Regions from separate parts of the Mus musculus genome. Here all the other regions are linked to region 3. A link is a contact called in public HiChIP or PLAC-seq data. All regions are on one chromosome and are shown on one strand. Each heading gives the region's core, a stretch centred on a gene start, on an enhancer-like site or on the middle of the called end of the contact. The rest is flanking DNA. Distances are from core to core; before and after follow the strand shown.

The links. HiChIP or PLAC-seq counts read pairs in DNA pulled down with a chosen protein or histone mark.
Region 1: a contact with region 3 is called in an HNF4G HiChIP or PLAC-seq map of pancreatic cancer cells. The contact joins two enhancer-like sites. A contact is called at or near these places in 2 of 484 Hi-C or Micro-C datasets (both in the G1E-ER4 cell line), 4 of 115 datasets of contacts at active chromatin or transcription factors (bone marrow-derived macrophages, intestinal villus epithelium, microglia and 1 more) and 3 of 9 other capture datasets (adipose tissue, liver and pancreatic islet).
Region 2: an HNF4G HiChIP or PLAC-seq map of pancreatic cancer cells shows a contact between it and region 3. The contact joins two enhancer-like sites. A contact is called at or near these places in 6 of 484 Hi-C or Micro-C datasets (the G1E-ER4 cell line, Sertoli cells, bone marrow-derived macrophages and 3 more), 4 of 115 datasets of contacts at active chromatin or transcription factors (bone marrow-derived macrophages, intestinal villus epithelium, microglia and 1 more) and 3 of 9 other capture datasets (adipose tissue, liver and pancreatic islet).

The regions. Positions count from the first base shown.
Region 1 is chr2:6,348,223-6,350,922 of GRCm38.p6, reverse strand. All of the region lies in intron 2 of Usp6nl (USP6 N-terminal like), which reads right to left. Among named protein-coding and RNA genes, the nearest start is that of Usp6nl, 27 kb to the right of the region's middle. Within about 2 kb of position 1,347, at least 32 of the 459 cell types and tissues checked have an H3K27ac peak or open chromatin away from gene starts, as enhancers often do. A contact at or near this core is called in pancreatic cancer cells, where this site is marked.
Region 2 is chr2:6,365,483-6,368,182 of GRCm38.p6, reverse strand. The region is part of intron 2 of Usp6nl (USP6 N-terminal like); the gene reads right to left. Among named protein-coding and RNA genes, the nearest start is that of Usp6nl, 44 kb to the right of the region's middle. Within about 2 kb of position 1,387, at least 147 of the 459 cell types and tissues checked have an H3K27ac peak or open chromatin away from gene starts, as enhancers often do. A contact at or near this core is called in the G1E-ER4 cell line, bone marrow-derived macrophages, female germline stem cells and 1 more, where this site is marked.
Region 3 is chr2:6,266,467-6,269,166 of GRCm38.p6, reverse strand. The region is part of intron 3 of A230108P19Rik (RIKEN cDNA A230108P19 gene); the gene reads right to left. Among named protein-coding and RNA genes, the nearest start is that of Gm13383, 4.8 kb to the right of the region's middle. Within about 2 kb of position 1,401, at least 164 of the 459 cell types and tissues checked have an H3K27ac peak or open chromatin away from gene starts, as enhancers often do. A contact at or near this core is called in the G1E-ER4 cell line, bone marrow-derived macrophages, female germline stem cells and 1 more, where this site is marked.

The sequences.
Region 1 (2,700 bases), core at 98-2,597, 82 kb before region 3:
CATTATCTCACCCCACTGGCTTAGTTTTGATTTGAAATGAAAATCGTCACCACAACACACTAACTACCAAGAACATTTGAAAAACTCCCCTTCAAATGATCCTAACATTAGGTAAAGACTAAGGGCCTCTGTTCTACAGAAATGTCACAGGAAATGCTAACTGTACAAGAATAAGTAAGCATAGAAGGTACAATATACAAGGACCCCAACACACATGCACCTGCACACACACACACACACACACACACACACACGCACGCACTTGCATGTACATATGGAGTGAGCAGAAAAAGAAAAATATCAAACTGGTACCAGTAATTTTCTTCTAAAGAATGTTTCTCAACCTGAAGGACTCTTTAACAGGAGTCGTCCAAGACCACCCGGAAACCCAGATACTTATACTATGATTCATAACCTAGCAAAATTTTTATGGCTGGAGTCACCAGAACCTGAGGGTAGTGGCTGAAGGTTGTAGGCTCTTAGGGAGTGGCACTATTCATCGATGTGGCCTTGGATTAGGTATGGTTTTGTTGGAGGAAGTGGGAGAAAGGCTTTGAGGTTTCAGAAGCTAAGCCAGGCCGAGTGGCTCGGTCTCTTCCTGCTGCCTGCAGATTCAGATGGAGAACTCTCAGCTACCTCTCCAGTGCCATGTCTGCCTGCGCTCCACCTGTTATGCTTCGGGCCAGGATGACGATGACTAAAGCTCTGAATGGTAAGCCCGCCCTATCAGATTCTTTCCATGATTTGCCTGTCAGAGTGTCTTTCACAGCAATAAAAGACAATGAGGACCTGCATAAAGGATCCCAGCATTGGATTAGTGGGTGGCTGAGAGCCACTGCTGTACAGAGCAACATTACCGACACATGTTGAGTACCTCGTTTTGTTCTATTTTTACAGTAAATATAATCTACTATTTTACTATATTTCTTTTAACAGAGGGAAACACCTTTGTGCTGACAAAGTTCATCATGTATTGAGAACTGTACATGTGGTCTTACCCAGCTCTCTGCCTGCTCAACCCTCACCTCCAGGTAAGATGTGCCCTCCGCTGCGGTGGTGGCACTACAGTCCCAGAGCACCAAACTGCTTGACTGACTGACTGATTGATTGATTGACTGATTGATCTGTTTATCTATGTATTTATATATTTAGGACTTGAGGCCTGCTCTACAACAATGAATTTCGTGCCTGGTACTGTAACCCTGGTCAGTGGAGAAAGTGGAGCGACACATGGCTTGGCAATGCTGAGAGGAGGAGAATGAGGGCTCAGCCCTAAACGGGGCATCTGTGTGATGCTCTCCCCCGCACAGCCCAGGGACCTCACAGAAGAGGGGGACAGGGAGGAGTGCTACTAAGTGGCTACCACACTCATGAGCTCACAGCAGCTGTGGTTTATCTGCACAAACCTTGTACAAGATCAAGCCTGCCAAAATCCTAGGACATATGGGTAGACGGTCTCTGGCACCGTGCCCTGCTGAAAAGCTAATGGTAATTGGTAGCTCCCTAGGGAGAGCATTCATTTTTGAAGATGTGGCCAAAATCCCGATCCTGTGGATAACCTCACACCCATGCTCATGAGGGAAGCACCAACTGGAGAGGAGGGATGTGCTGGGGAAGGGGTGACAGGAGCTGAGGAGAGCAACAGGTGGTAGGAACAATTATAATAATTGTCTCTATGTTAAAAATCTATTGGAGCTTAGAAGGCAGAAAACATAGTTGCCTTGCAAGTAGCCACATGCAGAAGCCATGAGCTGCTGGTTTCTGCAACAGAGAAAGTCTTCCTTGTTACCCAGAAATCCTGTCTGCTTCCTACCTTAGTACTTCTTGTATTATCATCCCCCAAACCAGTAACTTTCTGGTACCCCCCCCCCAAGTGTTGACTTCCTTCTTCTCACCATCATATCCAAATCCCAGAAAAGAGACAACAGGAAGAGAGAGAAGCAATGACTAGAAACAAGAGCACTGTCTCCTCTGCCCAGTCACACAGCCTGACACCATCCAACTATTTTGTTCAGATGAAACTACTGGGCAAAGACATTTCAAGTGAAGGGATCGATATCAGATTGATATCAATAGTGAATGATAGAAAAACTAGCTAGACAAAAGAAAGAAATCTTTTCCCAACGCTTCTCACTCATCAGAAGAAAAAAAAACAAAAAGATCTGGTCTCTCATAAATTACTCCTCTCATTCATTTAGTAAAATGAAATCATAAATTTTCCCTGGGGCATCTTATTTGACCTTAAGTATGAAGAAGTCCAAGAAACCAGTGTACTACTACAGAGAAACAATAATTTCTATATGCACAGCATACAGAATAATATTGAATTATTATTCAATCCAACGGAACAGATTCTTAAGGAATTATAAACTAACATCATAGGTCTTTCTACTCCTCCTTTTGTCAATATGTACCTTTCAGAGATTTTTCTTATTATAAAAATAATACCAAGTTCCACTGCAGAAAAATAAGAATAAAAAAAGAACTAAAATCAAGAAACAACCTCCCATGTGTGCCATATGGGATATCTAACAACTTTCTGACTGACCCAGGTACTCGATGCTGCTGATTTAAATGTCCTCGTGTCACACTCGCTCTGTCTGCACAAACGTGTTCATGTTGCACACACTCCGTCCTCCCACTTCATCACATCATCTTTATGCAAGAATCACGGACCAGGGCCCTGGCCTGTGCTCCACA
Region 2 (2,700 bases), core at 138-2,637, 99 kb before region 3:
AAACTTATATACATTTTATAGCAAACTGAAAAAAAAGTTCCTGACACTCACTGAGCATTTTACTATACCCGAACTTCATATTTTCAAGACTTTATCTTGTAATCTGCCACTTCTAGACTGTTACGCAGGCCACAGAATTTAATAAAGATGAGCAGTACAAAGGTCATCTGGGGTCAGCTCTGCGTGCAGTTCACGCCTTCCCTGTTTTCACTGCCCTGCTTCGGCCACTTACTTTGGAGGCCATTTGCTTCCCTGAGGTTTTACTAAAGCGATGGTCCATATGGCGATTTCCCTCCATGCCTGGGATCCAGGCGCCTACGGTTCCTTGGGAAATTCTCTTACAGCTGACTCCATTACTTCTCCAGTCTCAAGCTAGCAGCAGCTTCTTCATGTCTGTTGTCTGACACCCAGGTCTCTTCACAGATAATCCTGGACTCGCTACCACTCTGCTGTGTCCCTGACTGTTTTCACTGCTCCTGGGCACCACACTATCTCTAGTCTGACTAGTGCCTGGAGTAGGACCCTGACACCCGACTGTTAGGTTACAGAGTGACTTGTCACATCCTGACAACACAGGTGAGACTTGAGAGGTTGGCGGTCCAACATTACATGGCTCCTAAGGGTCAAATTCTGGCCCCTCTGATGCCAAGTCCTAGCCAATTAACTATGCGTTAAATGTCTGTAAGCAGCCTAGCAAAAGTCACTGAATGTCTACACCACACCATGTTAAGTCTATATATACATGCAGGATCTTAATTCAGATCTCATCAGTCTGAGAAGTGTTCACATTCCTTTCTGAAACTTTATTTAATCAAATGGTTTTTTGAAATAGCTGTGCCAGCATGATTACTTTACTAAACTGAGATAGGATCAGCCCGGCTGTACTTCCTAGAATAGACGCTAACTGGCTACAATTAAATTTAGTTCAGTCCTTATGTAAGGGATGCACATCTCCACTAAAGTAAATAGTGCGCACTTACACGCTCATTCCATTACAGGAGTCGACTCTCTCGTCTCACTGCTCTCACACACTACCAGCTCTGACTAGACTACATTCCCTGCTGTGACTAAACAGCAAAATGCAAGACACTGTGTGTAAAGATTTCTAATGTACTTACAAGCATGGCATATATATATATGTGTGTGTGTGTGTGTGTGTGTGTGTGTGTGTGTGTGTGTGCCAATTAAAAGGAACAAAGACTATGTTCAGCAGAGTCAGACTTTGTACAATGAATCTATTCACTGTGGAGAAATAAAACGGGGAACTGGAATAAAAAGAGTTTTGAATGACAGTGAATTTAAGCGTGACTCAGAATGAGTCACCCTTGAGTGTACGGCAAAATTGTAAGCAGAAACTTCCATAACCTGTGATGTGATCCTCACTGTCCTCAGAAGAGGCCAATGCTACTGCTGTGTGCTCAAGTGCTGTCCTCAGCACGGCCATAGTTTTGCCACGTGGTAACAACAGTGTGGTTTAAAGACCATTCCGTCCAGTGCTGCCTTTGGAGAGTGTCTGTGGGATTTTATATCCTGTACAGCCAGCTGCAACCACAGGCTCGCCGAAGTTCACTGATGTTCTCTTGGATAAGAATAAGCCTGGGCTAACAGAGCCTGCATCACTGCATACAATTCATAAACACGAGCTGCTCCCCTCACTAGCACAGCGTTAGCAGCCCAAGCTTTAGACTCAAAGCTAGTGCCATTTTAACGCCTTCCCTTCATACCTGCACGGGTAACTCTCTGGGTTCCTTTCAGTCATCCCTTGGATTTTTTGTTTTTCTTAGTATTATATAAACCTACAACCATATTCTGGCCGTAGAACTCAAACACTTATTGAATTCAAAGAAAAATTTTGTTTTCCAAGGCAAAGATATCATAATTGACAAGTAGAATTTTCGGAGATTATGGTAGGTGTGTCCCATATAACTTGTCAGTAATAACCAACACTTGGATCTAAAGCTTAGGTATCATTTCTCTCACTAACCTGAATTTCCATGTTTCCTTGTATGAGACTTAAGGAGATGTGATGCGGACAAGAATACCAGAAACAATAGATAACTCACTCAAAAAAACCAATGTTATGAGAGCTACATCCACTTGTTACTCACAGAAGAGCACAAATCCATGTCTGTCGATCAAGGAAGGAGGAAGGAAAGGAAAGGGAAGGAAAGGAGAGGGAAGTGAGGGAAAGAAAGACCAACACCAGCTAAGAGATTTGTTATCAGAACCAGATTTGGTACCATCACTGCAATTAAAACTCAATTTGACATCAAATTAGATGCAACTGGAGAGACGATCAACTCTTTTGACAGATGTGAAACTGTATATATAAGAAGAGAAAGGAAAGGGACGGAAGAGTACAGGCGATATTTGAGACTTCAGGAAACAGCACACTTATACATACATACATACACACAGCACACTTACACATACACACAGCACACTTATACATACACACAGCACACTTATACATGCATACACACAGCACACTTATACATACACACAGCACACTTATACATACATACACACAGCACACTTATACATACATACACACAGCACACGTATACATACGTACACACAACACACGTATACATACGTACACACAACACACTTATACATACATACACACAACACACTTATACATACATACACACAACACGCTTATACATACGTACACACAGCACACTTATACATACGTAC
Region 3 (2,700 bases), core at 152-2,651:
TAAGTCCCACCTCTGTCTCTCTGCCCAGCCATTTGCTGGCAACTTTATTTACCAATTAGACCCAACTAGGGGCAGGGCCCTGCGGCGTCTTACACGTAGATGTGTGAATTCCCGTGTACTTAGGGGACCCAGTTAACATAACGTAAGCAATAAACCAAATCTGCAACATCTGTGGCCTCTGTGGATACCAGACATGCACGTAGTACACAGACATCCATGCAGGCAAGACACTGATAGACATAAAATGAAAATAAATACATCTTTAAAATCTTTAAAAAGAATAATGATAAAGTTCTGACAAATCTCAAAAACAGTCTAGTAAGGGGGAGCAACATGAGGATTTGTGTGGAAGACGACACGGATGGTTTGTGGGGAGGCTGCTAAGACACATTCATTGGGAGCTGCAGGATGCCCAGGAAAGTGTTGCTGTTGGTGTGACATGTGGCTGGATGAGAATAAATGTGACCATGCAGACACACCCGACAAAACCTACACAGATTCAGAGCTGCTGCCGTACAACCACGGAGTTACCTGGAGAGGATGGTAGCAACTTGGCGGCTGCCAGAATTGTCTCACTCCTATCTGCAAAAACTCACAGGGTAAGAATTCATAAACAGTGGGACTGTATTTCTCACAGCATGTTTCTCTCAAGCTGGGGAGTTCAAGATGATGATGCCAGGGACTATGGTGTCTGGTAAGAACCATGGTCTTGGCTTTCAAAGGTAGTACTTTCAACTCTGTATCTTTCAAAGGTGACAAAGCCCAGGTCCTCATCGTTGGGGAGATGGAAAAAGACATGAGTCCTTTTATAAAAGGCCCTCATGTCCTCTCAGGAGGTCCCTAAAGTAACCCACCAGGAACCCGCTCTCATGCTCTCATGACTGAATCCCTTAGAGGCCCATCTCTTAATAATACAGTAGGAATTAATATTTTTCTACACCCATAGAATTACTTTCACGATGAGGATACATTCATGTCTCTCTTGTGCAATGAAAACTAATCTGAGGAGAGTGGAAAAGATAGGAACATGACATCTGTCTTCCTTAGCCGGATATGTGCTACAGATGGGACTGGCTGGGGAGCTACATGCTGGGAAGGTATGACTTCTCCCCCGAGAAACTGGATGAAAGTGCTGTCCCTCCTGGTCTCCACTTCTGAAATGGGCTCCTGTCTCTTGGGTCGCATCTCTGTTACCTGGGAGGTCCAGCTCTGTTCCAAACAGGCATGACATTTCAGCCCTATACCCACAGCCTCTGAATGAAGAGTGCACAAGCCGACGCTGGAATCACTGGACTACTGCGTATGTAAATGCCTTTGAAAAGTGACACACTTCCCTAAGTGAACAGAGTCTCACTGGCATATGATCATCCACACTACAGCAGTGACTCAACGTCAGGTCTGTGTTGGCCTCTGTCCAGTGTGGAGGTGGGGTTTGCTATGCAGCAGACACAGGCCAGTTCATTTCTACACAGCTTAACTTCCCTGTGCCGTTGGCATCTGTGGTTTTAGAACAGATTACTGAACTGGCGTTTTAACGAGTCCCCTGTGAGAGACTCTGTGAGTGACAAGGGCGGTGAGACTCTACCATCACCCTGGACCTGAGAAGTGACAGACATCGAAGGTAAAGCCAGGTCAGACTGGAAAACAAATAAACCAAAAACAAAGCACGCGTCTGGGGACAGGAAGAAAGGTGGGAATCCAAGAAGATTGGGTATCAGCAGGGTACTGCTTCCCCGGGAGATTTTTCTTCATGCTGCATCTTCTGCCTTTTTGTTTTTCCAGCTGAGAGGTTAACAGGAGGAAGCCTAGACAAGCCCTACATCTGCAGAGAATGTTCGGCATCGAATATTAACCACATTTCAAGCTTCTATTTCCTTTGGAGAGAGATAAAACATTTTCTTTTCATATCAATCCAACTAATGTGCATGTAAAAAATAATTTGCTGGCGGTGATTATAGTCACAGATGCTCTGAGTCAGGCAGCACCTTCCTTTCGTCATTAATTTAATGAATGGTGACTTCTACAGAGGGTCATGTGGGATTACGGTCTTGGCTCTCTGAAATTATCATAAGAAAATGTGATCAAATACTTAATCCCAAATCTCACTGTAACAATCAGAAGTGTGTGTGGTGCTTGTGTGTGTTTGTGTGTTTGCGTGGGTACGTATATGTGTGTTTAAATGTGTGTGTGTATGTGTGTGGTGTTTGTGTGTGTGTATTTGAATGTATATACGTATGTATGGTGCTTGTGTGTGTTTATATGCCTGTGTGTATGTATGTGTGTTTGTGTTTAAATATGTGTGTATGTATGTGAGGTATTTGTGTGTATGTGTGTGTTTGTATATGTATGCATATTTGTGTGTGTTTGTGTGTGTTATCTATTACAATCAATCACTGAGATTCTTAGAAGCAAAACAACCCCAAGTAAAATTCTCTTGTTTCTGTTGCTGATTCTTCTAGGTCACACACAGAGATAACAACACACTCTCGCATATAAATCTGTTTGGAGCTTTTCCTAATGGAAGTGTTGGAGAAACGTCTGTTGATTCTTTCAAGATCTCTTTGAGGTATTCCCTTACTGACACCTGTTCAGACCTCACTAGCCAACCAAGGTTCACAACCCAGCAGCCTCCACTGTGCAGTGAGGTTTGGTTAGAACAGGAGACTCTGCCACAACAAAACTTCCATCACAGCATCCCCA